Linked DNA regions of Mus musculus: region 2 is linked to region 1. A link is a contact called in public Hi-C data. All regions are on one chromosome and are shown on one strand. Each heading gives the region's core, a stretch centred on a gene start, on an enhancer-like site or on the middle of the called end of the contact. The rest is flanking DNA. Distances are from core to core; before and after follow the strand shown.

Region 1 (2,609 bases), core at 56-2,555:
TGACTGTGGTCGCAGGACGGACCATGACTTCATCTTTGGCACTTCCTAGTTCATGCTGAGCTACTGTTCGCTTTCATTCAAACGTCATCCACTGAGAGTGCCTGCTTCTCTGTTTCTGGAATAATCATTGAGCAGCATGGAGCAGCAGGAGCCCCCGAGAGTAGAAATCAGCATACTTTCCCAAGCTGTACAATTGGAGGGAATGTAGAGGCAAATTGATGCTGCCAGTACTTTAGAAAACTGTTAAAAGTACAGTCTTTGCAGTTCTGAACACCAGACTAACCCCAAGCGCTCTCTGTCTACAGAGGTCATCGGAGCAGAGTAGGTCTTGGCTGTCTATTAGTCTCTTGCAGGAAAAGGGACAACTTTTTTCACTGACTGCTGCTTTAGGGTTTTAAGAACTGTATTTGTATAAACAGGCCACAGCTTGATGGGGAAAAACACAGAAAAGAAACAAGAGGAAAGTGCAAAGTTTCCCATTTGTATCCATTTATATCCATTTGTATCCTTTTCTATCCTTTGCCTTTGGGGAAATGACTTCTAGGCTTAAATCCACACCCCTGTCCCCCAGGACAATATCAGAGCTATCTTAAAGACGAATGGATTGTTTGTTTGCTTTTAACTCAAAAATGTTTTTTAAGTATTTAATCCCTAGAATTGGGGATTAAATCGAAGACTCTGTGCCTGCCAGGAAACAACTCTGTTACTGACTGCATCACCAGGCCTCTTTTTACTTTTTTTTTTGGCTTTTCGAGACAGGGTTTCTCTGTTTAGCTCTGGCTGTCCTGGAACTCACTTTGTAGACCGGGCTGGCCTCGAACTCAGAAGCAGGGTCTCACTAAGTTGCAGAGGCTTACCTTGAATTTACTCCATGTAAAGCCTCGAACTTGCAATTTTCCTGCCTTAGTCTCCCTTAATGGCATCCAAGGCCAGAGCTATCAGACCTGGCATTAACTTTTCCTTATGAGGTCTTTTAAAAATGAAAGTTAAGTGTGCAGCCTATCAACTCCACAGAGTAAATTCTGTTAGTTACTTTAGACCAGTGGTTCTCACGGGGGGGGGGGGGGGGGGTTGCCTAAGACCCTAGGAAAACACAGATATTTGCATTCTGATATTGTAACAGCAGCAAATTACAATTAGGAAGTAGCAATGAAAATAATTTTATGCCGGGGGGGGGGTGTCACCCCACGAGGCTGTATTAAAGGGTTGCAGCATTAGGAAAGTTGAGAACCACTGCTCTGGACTGTGGGACCATATACCAGCTGAAACAGCTCAGGGGAGGAAGTGTTTGCTTTGGCTTCTGGTTTAGAGGATAAAGTTCATCAGATGGGGAAGGCACAAGTGGCTGGGGCAGCTCCACCCATAGCGGCAGGGGCATGAGGTGGCCGCTGCCAACATCTGGCAGATCAGGAAGCAGACAATGCAAGCTGGAAGCAAGTGGGCACAGTCCTCAAAGGCCTGTCCCCAGAGACCGGCCTATGCCAGCTGTACCCCCAAAGTTCCACCTACTCCAACAAACACTGTCATCAACTAGAGTGGGAACCAAGTGTTTAAATACAGAAGCCTACGGGGGCATACCTCACATTCAAACATTATCATAAACATGCACACATCCACACCTGGCAGAGCAATTACTATCATTTTACCCTGTGTGTCTTCTCATTCGTTTCACTGAATTAAGTCAGAGATACCATACCATGCACCCTTAAGTGTTCTGGGGGAGAGAGAAAAGGACCTTTTCCTTCTCAGCCACAATACCATTGTTCTCCTGCAAATTAGCAATAATCCCTTGATACTGACTTCATTTAATCAGAATTACATTTCCCAGTGTCCTGAGGGTCACATCCATCTTCTTTCTATCTCAGCATCTAGCAGAGGGTCTGACAACCACAGATCAATGGAATGGTAACGAGAGACTAGATGAACAAATGGTTGGATGGATGTGACATGAAACCACTCAGGTTTGGGAGAGGGTGGGTTTGAGCAGTGAATTGTCTGGGCTGCTTGATGCTCTAGGGGCCAACCCCCCACCCCCTACCCCCCTACCCTCCCCACCCCCACTGTTGCTATTTTCAGACCAGAAACACAGTTACATTATAACAAAGAGGCAGAGGAACACTCAAGCAAACAACTTTATTTTCTGAGTAACCTTTCAGAGTTTAGAATAGAAATGACTATATGTCGGCTCAAATAGGCAGATTCAAAGTCCTCAGACAAGGAGTAGGGGTTCAGGCCTGGAGGACAGGTTATCTGAGGCGCACCCAACTTTTACCCCAAACATCTTAATTTCTGTGACATCATTTTGGGTCTGACCTCTTTGCATTTATCTGAAAAACTCTAAAGATTATTTTAACACTCTCAGTTCTGTTTCCTGTAAGGGTGGAAGGGTCCCATGTTGCATAAAGAAACTGCCCCCCACTTCTCCCCTTCCCTCCCTTTCCTCTTTTCATTTCTCTTTCACTCTCCTCTCTCTCTCTCTCTCTCTCTCTCTTTTTAATTTTTTTTGTTTTTTTTCGATACAGGGTTTCTTTTTTTTTTTTGGTTTTTTCGAGACAGGGTTTCTCTGTATAGCCCTGGCTGTCCTGGAGCTCACTTTGTAGACCAGGCTG
Region 2 (2,609 bases), core at 37-2,536, 97 kb before region 1:
CTAGCAGTTCATCTTTTGCATGTAGATACCAGAGTCCCTCTGTACTATTTACTAGTTGAGATTTATTTTTATTTTATCTACGTGTGTGTGTGTGTCTATGTGTCTGTAAGAATGTGACTGTGTGCCCTCAGAGGCCTGGGGAGGATGTCAGATCCCCTGGAGCTGGAGTTACAGGTGGCTGAGAGCTGCCTCACATGGCTGCTGGGGATTAAACTCTGCTTCTCTCAAAGCGCAGCAAGTGCTCTTAACTGCCTGCCCTCAGGTCCAAGGACTGAAAACACTGGCTTTACTCTGTCTCTCCCTCTGCTAGCAGTGTAGTCTTGTTTACTTTCTCTATGGTCTCATCACTAGCTGGGAATGATTACAGCACATACCATATGCAGGCTTCTGCAAAGGGTAACTGAGCTTGCCACACAGGGCTTCAAGGAATAGCAGCAGTGGTTGTGAAGAGCTCAGGGCCTGGTGCCCATCAGCCTGAATGAACCCTGAATGAACTCATGTTTAACCACCATCATCCCAAGTGGGGCCAGGCATTTCACTTCCTTGCTTGGTATCCTTTTTTTTTTTAAAATGGGGAACATTTGGTTGTCATGAAAATGAGTAAGTTAATCTAATCTGTATAAAAGGTGATGCCTGTACTCAGCAAGTATTGTTGGCTGCAATTAGCATGATGGTCGATACAGCCCAGATTGAGTGTGGTCCACAACAGCCATGAAATGATATTTTCATTTTACTGGAAGCACAGACCAGAGACAGAAAGTGAAGGAGAGGTTTCACCGGGTTCAGCTCAGTGGATTTCAGGGTGTCTCTGAGGGCGGCTAAGCTTCGTCTGCTCCCACAGGTGTGGTCACGGTGCCATTGTTGCTCAGTCATCATACCTCAGCTTCTGGAATACCCACCCAAGACATTGTTCCACCCTCGCACACAGCACTCTCAAATGCATCCTGGCTGAGAAGTAGCTGTTACCCCAATCCTGGGAGCGGGAGCAGCGTGACTGACAGCTTGCTGGAACTGGGACTTCCTTTTTGCCCTGGGCTCTGGCTGTGAAACAGAGCACATGAAAATAATTTCCTTAAGGAAGTTGTCCTGGTAGACAATGCCTCTTTGTCTGCAGGTAAAAGATGCTGCGAGGCCTAAAGACTGTGTGGTCTGGGATCTGAACAGCTGGGCTGTCTTTCTGGCTTCTAGGGCCTGCTGGGACATTGCTTCTCCCAGAGTGCCCTTCCATGAAACCTTGTCCTGCTGGCTTTCACTTCTGCCGCTTGTGCAGAGGGACAAAGTGCATGATGGGTGGTAACTGAGAACTGAGGCCACGGCAGGGGAGATTCCGGGGCACCAGGGCAGTGGAGCTGCCTCCTAGAGTCCCTGAAGTCACACTCATGTTTAACCCCTGTGCACCTCTGCTCACAATATGAAGGTGACATTAACTGACTCCGGTGAATATCCTGAGACTAATTAAATCTTTGGGAAAGAGTTAAGGAAACGAAGCTGATGTCTTTGTTGACAAAGCTGCAGTACTTATCAAACCCCCAGGGTTTCAGGGCTCAAGGGCATGAGAGATCAGGTAGGAGGGCCGCATAATTCTTCCCGAAAGCTAGTTTCGACCTCCCCAGCCACCCCAAGGATTCTCCAAAGACCTGAGGGGTTTTCAAAAGCCGCTGCTCTCTTGAGCAGGTCTAAGGAAGTCAAGCGTTAGTCTTCCTGATTTACCCTTCTCCTGGGACCTTTCCAGTTCCGCTGACCTCCCAACCTCCCTTATATCATTCTTTGGCTTGACTTAATTCTCTTTTGGTTTTAAACAAAAAAGGAGTCAGCCATTGTTCCGTTGTTACCGTCCATCACAGCTGTCACCCAGGGAGCATGTGTGTGTGTGTGTGTGTGTGTGTGTGTGTGTGCTCTGCGTGCTGTGCATGTGTTTCCTGTGGAAGCTAAGTCTTCCAAGAGCCCACAGAAGGTCACCTTTCATCCCATGTACCCAGGCTGGCCTGGCAACACTGCAACCTACAAGCCATGGCAGCACCTAGCGCTAGCATTTTTTTGTACGGCACCTTTCTCCTCAGCGGGTTTCAAACCAACTGCTGCATGCTTGTCTCTCATGCTTCATGCGATGAACTAACTTCTCAGAGAAACTCACGCTGTTCCACGGAAAGCCAAAGATCAGGACTGTTAGTGAGATTAAGCCATCTCAGTCAAACTCTTGATTTTTGTAGGCAAAAATTCTAGTCAGCCACCAGAGGGTGCCCACAGAGTTCTCTAAAAATGACTAAAAACCATGAAAGATTGCAGGAGGAAACATTTCCAGTTTGTATAAGACCAAAACAAATAGAGCTTGCCCACCCCTGCCTTATGTGGAGAATGACAAAGCAGCCATGGAAAAAGCAGGGGCGGGGGCTTTGGGACTGAGGGAGCGTGAGAGAAATCACCTGGATTTGAGCTGAACTGAGTTGCTTCAGGATTTGAAATTGGCAATTGGAATAGCATTTTGTGTACCGGCCCAGGAAGCGGTTTCATTTCTAAGCAAAACTCTCCGCCATGACCATCCCCCCATCTGTGTGTACAAAAGAAATGCAAATACATGTAAATATTATTCTAAACCAAAGGCTTCCTGG

What was found. A called contact is a pair of places that touch in the nucleus more often than the background predicts.
Region 2: a Hi-C map of liver shows a contact between it and region 1, with 4 times the contacts expected there. The contact joins two enhancer-like sites. A contact is called at or near these places in 2 of 39 promoter capture datasets (hippocampal neurons and liver), 8 of 484 Hi-C or Micro-C datasets (T follicular helper cells, embryonic stem cells, liver and 2 more) and 1 of 9 other capture datasets (embryonic stem cells).

Annotation. Positions count from the first base shown.
Region 1 is chr12:54,255,692-54,258,300 of GRCm38.p6, reverse strand. No RefSeq gene overlaps it. Among named protein-coding and RNA genes, the nearest start is that of 1700104L18Rik, 23 kb to the right of the region's middle. Within about 2 kb of position 1,305, at least 21 of the 459 cell types and tissues checked have an H3K27ac peak or open chromatin away from gene starts, as enhancers often do. A contact at or near this core is called in liver, where this site is marked.
Region 2 is chr12:54,353,083-54,355,691 of GRCm38.p6, reverse strand. It overlaps Gm35895 (a long non-coding RNA gene), which reads right to left. Exons shown (of 3, transcript XR_381605.3): 3 at 2,453-2,548. Among named protein-coding and RNA genes, the nearest start is that of Gm35895, 3.6 kb to the right of the region's middle. Within about 2 kb of position 1,286, at least 24 of the 459 cell types and tissues checked have an H3K27ac peak or open chromatin away from gene starts, as enhancers often do. A contact at or near this core is called in liver, where this site is marked.